Regions from separate parts of the Mus musculus genome. Here region 2 is linked to region 1. The links are chromatin contacts, called in public HiChIP or PLAC-seq maps. All regions are on one chromosome and are shown on one strand. The core of a region is the stretch at or near the end of the contact, and the rest is flanking DNA. Distances in the headings are between cores, read along the strand shown.

Region 1 (4,954 bases), core at 1,804-4,303:
TTTGGCGTTATAAAAGGCTTCTGAATGTGCAGGGCTAAACATTTGTCCAAACATGAAATGAAGGCGCTACATCACATAGCTAGCTTTACCGTAGCACTGACTCTGGAACACGAGAGAAAGTGAGTTCACCCTGCATGCCGTCCTCCCATGCACAGCAGTGTCTCAACTGTACACATAGGGCTTCCTGCTCTGGCTTAATTACAAAAACAAAAAACAAAACAAAACAAAAAGCTGAGATTTCCTGCCTTCCTTCCTCAGCATGCAAGGGGTCATTGCTGCTACAGTTGCTGACTTAAGTTTCATTTAAAAAAAAAAAATCAAATCCCATTTAATTAGTGTATAAATTATCTCATCTTTACCACATGGTAAAATATGTATGTCAGAAATTATTTTAAGTTCTCTTATGATTTACTATTAAATGTTGGAATAATATATCTACTTTATTTTATTTTGTTACACAGTTTGTGTGTATGTTTTCAGGTGTGAGCGTGCATCCATCTGGTCAACCTCACGTCTTGATTTCCCAGGAGCCACCTACCTTGTGTTGCAAGACAAAGCCTCTTACTGAGATCTGGTGCTTACCAATTTAGGCTAGGCTGGCTGGCCACCAAGCCCCAGGGATCTTTCTGTATCTGCCTGGCTTTGTATGTGGGGGAATGAACTCAGGTCTTCAGGATTATTTGGCAAGTACTTTGTTGCATGATCCAACTCCCCGCTGTTCTATATACCCGGGCCAGGTAAAACTGTCTCATGTTGGAAGCAGCCCCAAGGAAGTTCAAATCCCTGTCTTAGGTAAGGGCTCCTCAACTCAGCACACCTGCCAATACTATTTCTACTAACGTGCTTAGAATACTTGGCACAGAGTAGGGCTACACCCATACCTGTCCTGCACTTGATGAATTGGCTCAGAAGAAGCAGGCCATCCATTGCCCCCTTGGTGTCCCACCCTGGGCTGGGTCCTGTATCTTAGCAGAATGCCATTTTCTTTTCTCCCTGGTTCCCCACTTTCTGTTCTGTGTTGTGATCATATGTACAGAGGAACTCTCTGACATACCAGGTGCTTTCAAATAGGGATTGTTTCTTACAGAATTCTGACCCCTCGCATTGGCAAACACTTAAATCTATCAAATTTTTTCTTCCCCCACATCATTTCTTCCTGATTAATGAAAATGTTCACGATCTTTGGTTAACTGTGTTACATATCACCAGATTTTTAAAACGATCTGAAATCATGAAAGGAGAAAGAATGCACAGTTCCCCTGCCTGGAGACTTAGGTAAACACACTTGCTTTCTCATTTGCTCCCATGTACAGGACACTGTTTGCAAGCAGCCACAAGAGGGAGGTATGAGCCTCTGTCAGCCCTAAGGAGTGAGTTGGACCTTGGCATCCCTGGCATCCTTTCATCAGAGTGAGTAGGGGAAGTTCAACCCTGAACCAAGAGCGTTCACTGTGTTGATCCCACCGTCTCTAGCTAAGGATGAGCAGGGTCTGAACTCTCCTCACTCACAGAGAATATGACCTCCCATTCTTCATTGTCCAGCAAGCCTATCCTGACTGGAAAGTTAATTTACAAAGAGCTTGAAGGACATGTGGTCCCAGCTTTTCTGTTATTTTCCGTTTGCATTAAGTCGGAATTCTGAAGAAGATCTCCTGTCTTTGGAACCTTAGAATTCCTCATTCTGAACTTTGACTTGGCATTCATCAATCCAGAATTGTGTGTGTGTGTGTGTGTGTGTGTGTGTGAGAGAGAGAGAGAGAGAGAGAGAGAGAGAGAGAGAGAGAGAGAGAGAAGACAGGATGTGTAAGTGAAGCTTTTGTATTCCAAGTTGCAGCACATGCAGACTGTACCTGAAACCAAATGAAGATACATTTCACACATCACCACTACCACCAGCACCAGCACTACCACCATCATCACCATCACCACCACCACTAGGCTCCCTCAGGCACATGGGTGTCATTCATGGCTGCAGGTATGCTGTTCTAGGCTGGTGAGTCCATGGACCCCTGAGGTCGCCTGGGCTTGCTCAGATGGAGGCTCTGGTCATTGTTTCTCCAGAGAATCAGCATCTTAAGAGAGTCTCTTTGCCAGGCGGTAGTGGCACACGCCTTTAATCCCAGCACTTGGGAGGTAGAGGCAGGCGGATTTCTGAGTTCGAGGCCAGCCTGGTCTACAGAGTAAGTTCCAGGACAGCCAGGGCTACACAGAGAAACCCTGTCTTGAAAAACAAACAAACAAACAACAAACAAAAAACAAAAAAGAGAGTCTCTTCAGAGAGAAGTTTACTGGTATTTAAAACTACAGCTCTGTCTTCTGGTCCTGTGAATGCTTCAAGCCAACAGCCTCTTTAAAAACCACATCAGGAATGAACAGGACTCGAGGCCAATGAGGCAGCACTTTGTGGTCTTACTGGGTCAGGAGGCTTTGTGCTGTGAGGTCTGCATGTGCTGGTAAGGGGCTACTGGAGGTGTGTCTGGGCTCACGAGTTCTGGCCCTCATCTGCTATCTCTGCTTTTGGCATTGAGTTGATTCCAGACCATAAAGGAAACAACTCACAGTGAGCTGATACCTCTTACCTTCCCGAGGTCTGGAAAGAGCCCAGAGTCCTTACGCACTGTGGCATCACAGTTTCTTTTACTAAAAGAGGGAAAAGGAGGAAAGCAGAAGTGAGCTGGAGATACCAGGTAGAAACTGATGGGTAGAGTTGCCAAAGTTTCCTTGTAGCGTGGGAAACACACCAGACACGTCTCAGCCATAGGACTCTCTACTCTTGAACTCTCTCTGTACTGTGTATGAATGCAACCCTGATTTTTCCATCTTTTTTTCCTGCCTTGGGGCAGAATTTTTTTTTCCTATGAGGCCCCAATAACCCTGTGCTTTTTCTTCTCTTATCTCAAGGGTGAGTGAACTGTGACCTAGAAACACCTGTATCTGCAACTAAAGGCTTCCCAGAACAAAACCACACTTCTATCTTTACATCTTGGACAAGACCGTGGAGTTGAAAGATTATTCGGTCCACAAAGTCTAAAATGTTTCCCATTCTCTATTCATAGTGAATTCCCAGTGTCTTTCTGTTCTGGTTTTAGTTTCACTCATGACTGTGCGCTGTAGACATTTATAATTGTAATCACATCCATCCACTTATCTATATATATATTTCTTGAGACAGGGTTTTAATGTATCCCAGTATCGCCTCAAACTTACTATGTACCCGAGGCTGGCCTTGACCCCAGATCCCCTGCCTCTGCGTCCCGAGGGTTGAGGTTATAGGAGGGTACTGCTATGTTTGGGTATTCTTATTTTTACTAAAGATTTCTTCAAGGTCAGAGATTTTGTTCATTCATCAGGATATTACAGGGGGTGACTGTGCCAGCTCCCCTCAAGTATCCACTGAATGTATAAATGCTGATCAAATGAGTATGCAGAGCTCCACAAACTCTGTAAGTTATGGTCACAGTCATGTCAGCTAAAACTTTCAGAAGGGGAAGGGTGTGCAGGACAGAAGTACACATCCTTGTCCCCATACGTGACTCACATGTGACTCACAAGCGACTGCTTGCACCCCACACTCAGCAGGAAGCACAGCCACAGCTTGGTCTCTGAGCCTTATATACCCACTTACCCCTGCTGGACACCTACGTAGTCCCAAAATTATCCCCAGAGGAAAGGACTTTTTCACAAAAGTAAACATCCTTTTAGCCGTGAAACTTTTGGCTTTTGTTAGGGAAGGTCTATTTTCATGTTCAGACTCAGGGGTACCTATTTTTACACTACAGCCAGACAAGACTTAATTACGGAGTCAAATAGGCAGGTGTGTCTCTGCACTATGACTCTATTTCACAAGAGACAGGAAGGAATAGCTTACCTTTTGTCTAAGGGTGGGGGAGGCATCCAGTCGGTTTGCACAGTAAGAATTGTCCCATAGGGGTTAGAACTCTTAATTATCGAGACCTGATTAATATTAAGTAGTTCCTTATCTGTGTAAAACATTTATGTGGTCGCTGCAAAAACATGGAAGGTGGAGAGTGGCTTATCAGAATTCTGAAACTTAGCTTTTATTTGTTCACTAGATCTTTTTTTTTAATTTTAATTTTTAAAAATTTTATTAGATATTTTCTTTATTTACATTTCAAATGTTATCCCCTTTCTTAGTTTCCCCTCTGAAAATCCCCTATACTCTTTCCCCTCCCCCTGCTCCCCAACCCACCCACTCCTGCTTCCTGGCCCAGACATTCCCCTATACTGGAGCATAGAGCCTTCACAGAACCAAGGGCTTCGCCTCCCATTGATGACTAGGCTATCCTCAGCTACATATGCAACTAGAGCCATTAGTCTCTCCGTGTGTTTTCTTTGATTGGTGGTTTAGTCCCAGGGAGCTCTGGGGTTACTGGTTAGTTCATGTTGTTCTTCCTAGGGGGCTGCAAACCCCTTCAGCTTCTTGGGTACTTTCTCTAACTCCTTCATTGGGGACCCTGTGCTCCATCTAATGGATGACTGTGAGCATCCACTTCTGTATTAGTCAGGCACTGGCAGAGCCTCTCAGGAGACAGCTATATCAGTCTCCTGTCAGCAAGCTCTTGTTGGCATCTGCAATAGTGTCTGGTTTTGATGGTTGTTTATGGGATGGATCCCCAGGTAAGGCAGTCTCTGGATGGTCATGCCTTCAGTCTCTGCTCCAAACTTTGTCTCTGTAACTCCTTCCATGGGTGTTTTATTCCCCTTTCTAAGAAGGATCAAAGTGTCCACACTTTGGTCTTCCTTCTTCTTGAGTTTCATGTGTTTTGCAAGTATCTTGTGTATTCTGACCTTCTGAGCTAATATCCACTTATCAGTGAGTGCATATCATGTGTGTTGTTTTGTGATTGGGTTACCTCAGTTAGGATGATACCATCCAGATCCATTTATTTGTCTAAGAATTTCATGAATTCATTGTTTTTAATAGCTGAGCAGT
Region 2 (4,996 bases), core at 556-3,055, 270 kb after region 1:
TATTTCAGCTTTATATCTCCTTTCCTTAGTCTTTCCACTCTGCTGGCCTACGGGCAGCTGTGAGTTTTTCATGTTCCTGGTGCTGCTGCCTCGGTTTCTAGCATATGGGAGATGGTTCTAAAAGGTTTAGCTATCAGTGGAGTTTGTAGCATAGCCCTGAAGTCACAGACAATCTAAGCAAAGTGAAAATTTTCCATCACATGACAAAACAAAAACAAAAAGAAGAACACTAAACACTGGTGTGATTTCCTGTGCTCTCTGGGATACTCTTGCCCCATCTGCTTTTAAATTTTTGAGTTAAATCCAAATATTCATAGTTCTTGACAGAACACACTTAGAACAAACAAAGTCTCTACTATGAATCTCTGACTGTTTCAGCATGCCTTTCTTTCTCAGTCTGTTACCATACCCAAAGCAAATTGAAAACAGATTTGATATCCAATCTGGGGAGACTTCTGCCATTTCTTTATTTTCCTGAATGATGATAAAGTTGAACCACTCTTGTAACCTGCTTCCTGAATGCTGTGGCAGCCAGAGCATAGATGTGTGACTCTCTTTGATCTCAATGTCCCCTGAGTCTCTGAACTCTGCTCACCTCTGTGGAAGTGTCCTTGGCTGAAAGTGCCCTGCAACTTCATCACAGCGAACAGGACAGGAGCTGAGGTAAACAACAACAACAACAAAAAAAAAAAGATCTGGACAAAGACATCATTTAGCATGGACCACTGGTTCTACAGCCCCTGTTCTAAGCAGTGAGTCCATTTGTTCCCTGAATCTAAGTGTGACTGTCACGCTTATGGACAAACACACGGATGGAGAGCATGGACGGTAAGGGAGTGAAGGAATTAAGTCTATATCTTCCACCATCTGCATTTCAAAAGGGAAAGGAGATATATCAAAACCTAAATTGCACACATCCAGAAACAGAAGCCCAGTAAGAAGATAAGGAATCGCTAATGAAAGAGAAGAAGATGCTTGCAGTTTTTAAATGAAGATTGACTATATTTTGCTGGTCCATGTCTAGACCCACAAATGACAAAAGTCATTCAGAAGCATAGCCCACCAAACAAAGTAAAGTCCCTCTCACAGAGGTACTCTGGTATCACCAATTCCTTACTGGAAAATACTTGGAATACCTCCAAAGTTTGATGTTGCAAATAAAGGCAGATATACTGTAGCTTGGGAAAATAGCTTAAATTCTACTTAAATCTTTTCAGTAAGACATAATAAAGTGGAAGCTCTTTATAAATCCTCCTTTGAAAACACAAGCGTCCATATGCATATGGTATGAAATTCTCCTATGTGTCATGACAGGAAATGAATGTCTGATTACTGAGCTGCAGCCACCCAAACTGATTTGAGCCCTGGGTCCCAGCTCTTTGTTTATGTGCACCGGCCAGGAGCTTGTGAGCGAGACATAGTAACAATTTCACCTCCTATTTCTTGAAGAGTCACCTGCCCCAGGGCTGTTCATTGTTATTTTACTACTTAGTGGTTTATGAGATAAATGGTTAAGCAGTGGTGTGGGGCAAGCGGATTTTCAAAGCATGTGTAGCTGCCGCGCTGTCTAGATATGAGAGCATAAAGCTACTTGATCTAAAAAGGACAAAAAAAAAATGCCCCACCTCCTTCCACAGCCCTACTTTCTGCTTCCACTGATTCATTACTCATTAAAAATGAGACAACTAAAATAGACTTAAATAAATAATGGTTTTTATCTAACCTGAGAAAAATGTCAAGATCCAAGTAAGGTCGTGTTAAATGTTAACTTCTACCGGGAATCAAGGCTGCAGGATCCGTGGTACAGCTGGGAACTGGGTTTTATGACTCGCTACCAAACTGGTTGTGTTGAGCAGGGAGAACAGCAGGCACTGTTAATCATTGGGCACCATCTTTTGAAACACAGTTACTTCTTTGTGTCCATGTCCTTTCTTTTCTTTTCTGTTTTTGCCCTTGGGATTCTTTGGGTCAATGATTTTCTGCTCTGAGCCCCTATCATTTATTTGATTTTCCCATCTGATGGGTGACCAGCTAAAGCAGCAGCCCCAGGGTGTTATTTTTAAACTATAAGAATTGGTAAACACTCTCAAGTTTCAGTAACTAAAGCTGTTAGCTCCATTTTTTTCCCCAGAATATCTTTTTAAAAGTAAGGCAAAACAAAACGTCACTGTGATCAGCCCCACCCCAAAAGAAAATGGATGAGTGTGGTTTAATGAGATAGCCTGAGGGAAATACATTGGGAGCAAGAGGTGGACAGAGGATGGATAATGCACAAAGGGATGCAGCATGGACCAACCAATGAAGGGCTCAACTGGGAAGGCTGTTTAATACCAGACTGATGACCTAACTTTAATTCAAAAAATGGACATTTGCAAATTGTCCTCTGACCTCTACATGTATGCCATGGCATTTTCTCTCTCTCTCTCTCTCTCTCTCTCTCTCTCTCTCTCTCCTCCCACCTCACAGGCACACACACACAGGTGCACATATATACAGAGAGGCATACATGCATACTCACAGGCACACACACACACACAATAAACATATTACAGAATTTAGTAGGGTACAATTGGGCAAGAATGACTTGTAATATCCTACAACACAGCAGGGTAACTGAAGAAATAAATATCCAAGGTGATGCTGTGCCAGTTACCTGATCTGATAAATACATCATACAGATGTCATAAAGCATCAAGTGGTGTGATATAAATATGTATCATGCCCATGTGTCGATATAAATGGAAAATCAAAATATATATATATATATATATATATATATATATATATATATATATATATATCTCACATACCTCAGAAGGTAACCCAAATATGATCTTTATTGCAGATTAGTAGAATTTTCTCCAAAATTAACACTGATCCAGATGGTATTTGGAAACCAATGGCCCAATTCCAGCTCTAAATTTTAGCTGAAAAAAAGTGTAAGGTCAGAAATTGTTAGCCAAGACATATATTAATGTGTTTTACTATAGTAACTTATTGACTTTCTATCTGCATTCAGTTACATTGGCTAATAAACAGACATGACAGCTCACCGCAGCTCCCACTTTCCCTGCAGAACAGTGAGTGAGTCAGCGGATCACAGAGATGCTCGCACAGATGCGGGAAGAGCACTGTTCATGATAGCCAAGTCCCAGAACGAGCATCTGTCCACCAACAGAGGAACAAAGGAAGAAAGTGTGGTATATATACACGTGGGAGTTGGTTCATCCGTAAGGATGAACTTATGTCATTTCAGGGAAATAGATACAACTGGTGATTGCCATTTTAAAGTAACTCAATCAGATTCAGGAAGACAACTATCACATTTTCTCTCGTTTGTGGATCTTAATTACAGAGTGTATATATGTATATGTGACATGGAAGTAGGAAGAAAACTGTCATGGGATGAAGGATACAAACAAAAGAAGAGAGATGTGGGCATTAAAGAGCATGCTGAGGGAGGTATGGCCAAGACATACTGCATGTCTGCAGGAACACATTGTGAAACCACATGCAGGTACAATGAATACATCAGCAAGCAAAACTAAAAATAACTATTAAAGTTGTTGTATAAAATACGCAGGTATAGTTATTTCAGAGATGAAGAAAATGTTAAAGTTATAGTTAGTTAAATACAGACATTTCAACATAATAATGACTACAATTCATTGCAACTGTATAGATCCTTTTCTGTTTTGGAAGTTTCTGTTGTTTTAAGTTTTAAATGATATTCATTTTTCATCTTGCAATTATGAGACACTACACTCTATGCCCAAACAATATAAATAAGCCCAATATTACGCTTATGTTCATATGCTGCACCAATATGTTCTCCCTCCCTTCCCTCCTCCTTCCCTCTCTTCCTCCTTCCCTCCCTCCCCTCATCCCTCCCTCATCCCCTCTTCTTCTCCCTCCCTCCCCTCCTCCCTCCCTCTCTTCCTTCCTCTCTTCCTCCCTCTTCCCTCCTCCATCCCCTCTTCTCTTCCTCTCCTCCTCCTTCTCTCAGTCCCCTCTTCCTTCCCTCTCTCCCCTCTCCTCTTCCTTCTCTCCCCTCTCCTCTTCCCTCTCTCCCCTCTCCTCTTCCCTCTCTCCCCTCTCCTCCTCCTTCCCTCCCCTCCTCCTCTCCCCCTCTCTTATTCTTTCTTCCCTTCTTCCCTCTCTTTCCTTCATACCTGATTTCCCTTATTCTTCTTCATTCTTTTTCTTCCTCATTTTAAACGAGACAGACATGTCCCACACCACAGAATAGAGCACAGCCTGGCTTTGTGTGTCACAAACTTTGGGAAGCATCAGTCTTGTGAGAAGAGCAATGAAGCCTGTGTGTGGCAGAAAATACAACAAAGAGGGGCTCTGGGCCCGAAACATCCATTCAGTACATTACAGTCTGTGTTCCTGGGGCACTCCCAGCTGCAGGAGAGCCTCCATTTGAGTGAATGTCTTCTGTCTGTCTTTAGTATGCAAAAAGGCAGATTTGATATAAAGTGTGTGCCCTGGTATAGGCTTAATGATTACATATGGAATGAAAGCTGGTGCCTGGCTTGCTTATAAGTTACAAAGTTTTTGGAGATCATAAATAAATGTACATAGTTTATTTCACTTTCCCATGATTGCATCCATTTTGAAAACAAAACAAAACAATTAAGGAATTCAAAGGGAAGGGATGGATTTAGTAGGATTGAACTCTCAGGTTTCTGGTGACACACAGGGAACAGATGTCTGACTCTCTTAATAGGATTTTGGATCATTCCAATAAACAGCTTTCAGAAGTGTTGTTTGTTTTTAAAGACATGTTATTTATTTTAACTTTTACCACAAAGTAATTTAAAAGGCAAATACGGGGCATAAAGATGGGAAAGAGCACAGTGTTGGATCACTGGGATTATCTGAATGCAAGTTTAAATGGGTTAGGGGACAGGACAGACTGTTCTCAAATGAGGAAATACAAGTGGATAAGAAATGTTTTTTTAAATGTTCAACATCCTCAGTCATCAGGGAA

The links. HiChIP or PLAC-seq counts read pairs in DNA pulled down with a chosen protein or histone mark.
Region 2: a contact with region 1 is called in an HNF4G HiChIP or PLAC-seq map of pancreatic cancer cells. The contact joins two enhancer-like sites. A contact is called at or near these places in 1 of 15 datasets of contacts at CTCF or cohesin (the NIH/3T3 cell line), 1 of 115 datasets of contacts at active chromatin or transcription factors (pancreatic cancer cells) and 1 of 9 other capture datasets (embryonic stem cells).

Annotation. Positions count from the first base shown.
Region 1 is chr5:104,130,393-104,135,346 of GRCm38.p6, forward strand. No RefSeq gene overlaps it. Among named protein-coding and RNA genes, the nearest start is that of Sparcl1, 19 kb to the left of the region's middle. Within about 2 kb of position 3,054, at least 14 of the 459 cell types and tissues checked have an H3K27ac peak or open chromatin away from gene starts, as enhancers often do. A contact at or near this core is called in pancreatic cancer cells, where this site is marked.
Region 2 is chr5:104,397,921-104,402,916 of GRCm38.p6, forward strand. No RefSeq gene overlaps it. Among named protein-coding and RNA genes, the nearest start is that of Spp1, 35 kb to the right of the region's middle. Within about 2 kb of position 1,806, at least 41 of the 459 cell types and tissues checked have an H3K27ac peak or open chromatin away from gene starts, as enhancers often do. A contact at or near this core is called in pancreatic cancer cells, where this site is marked.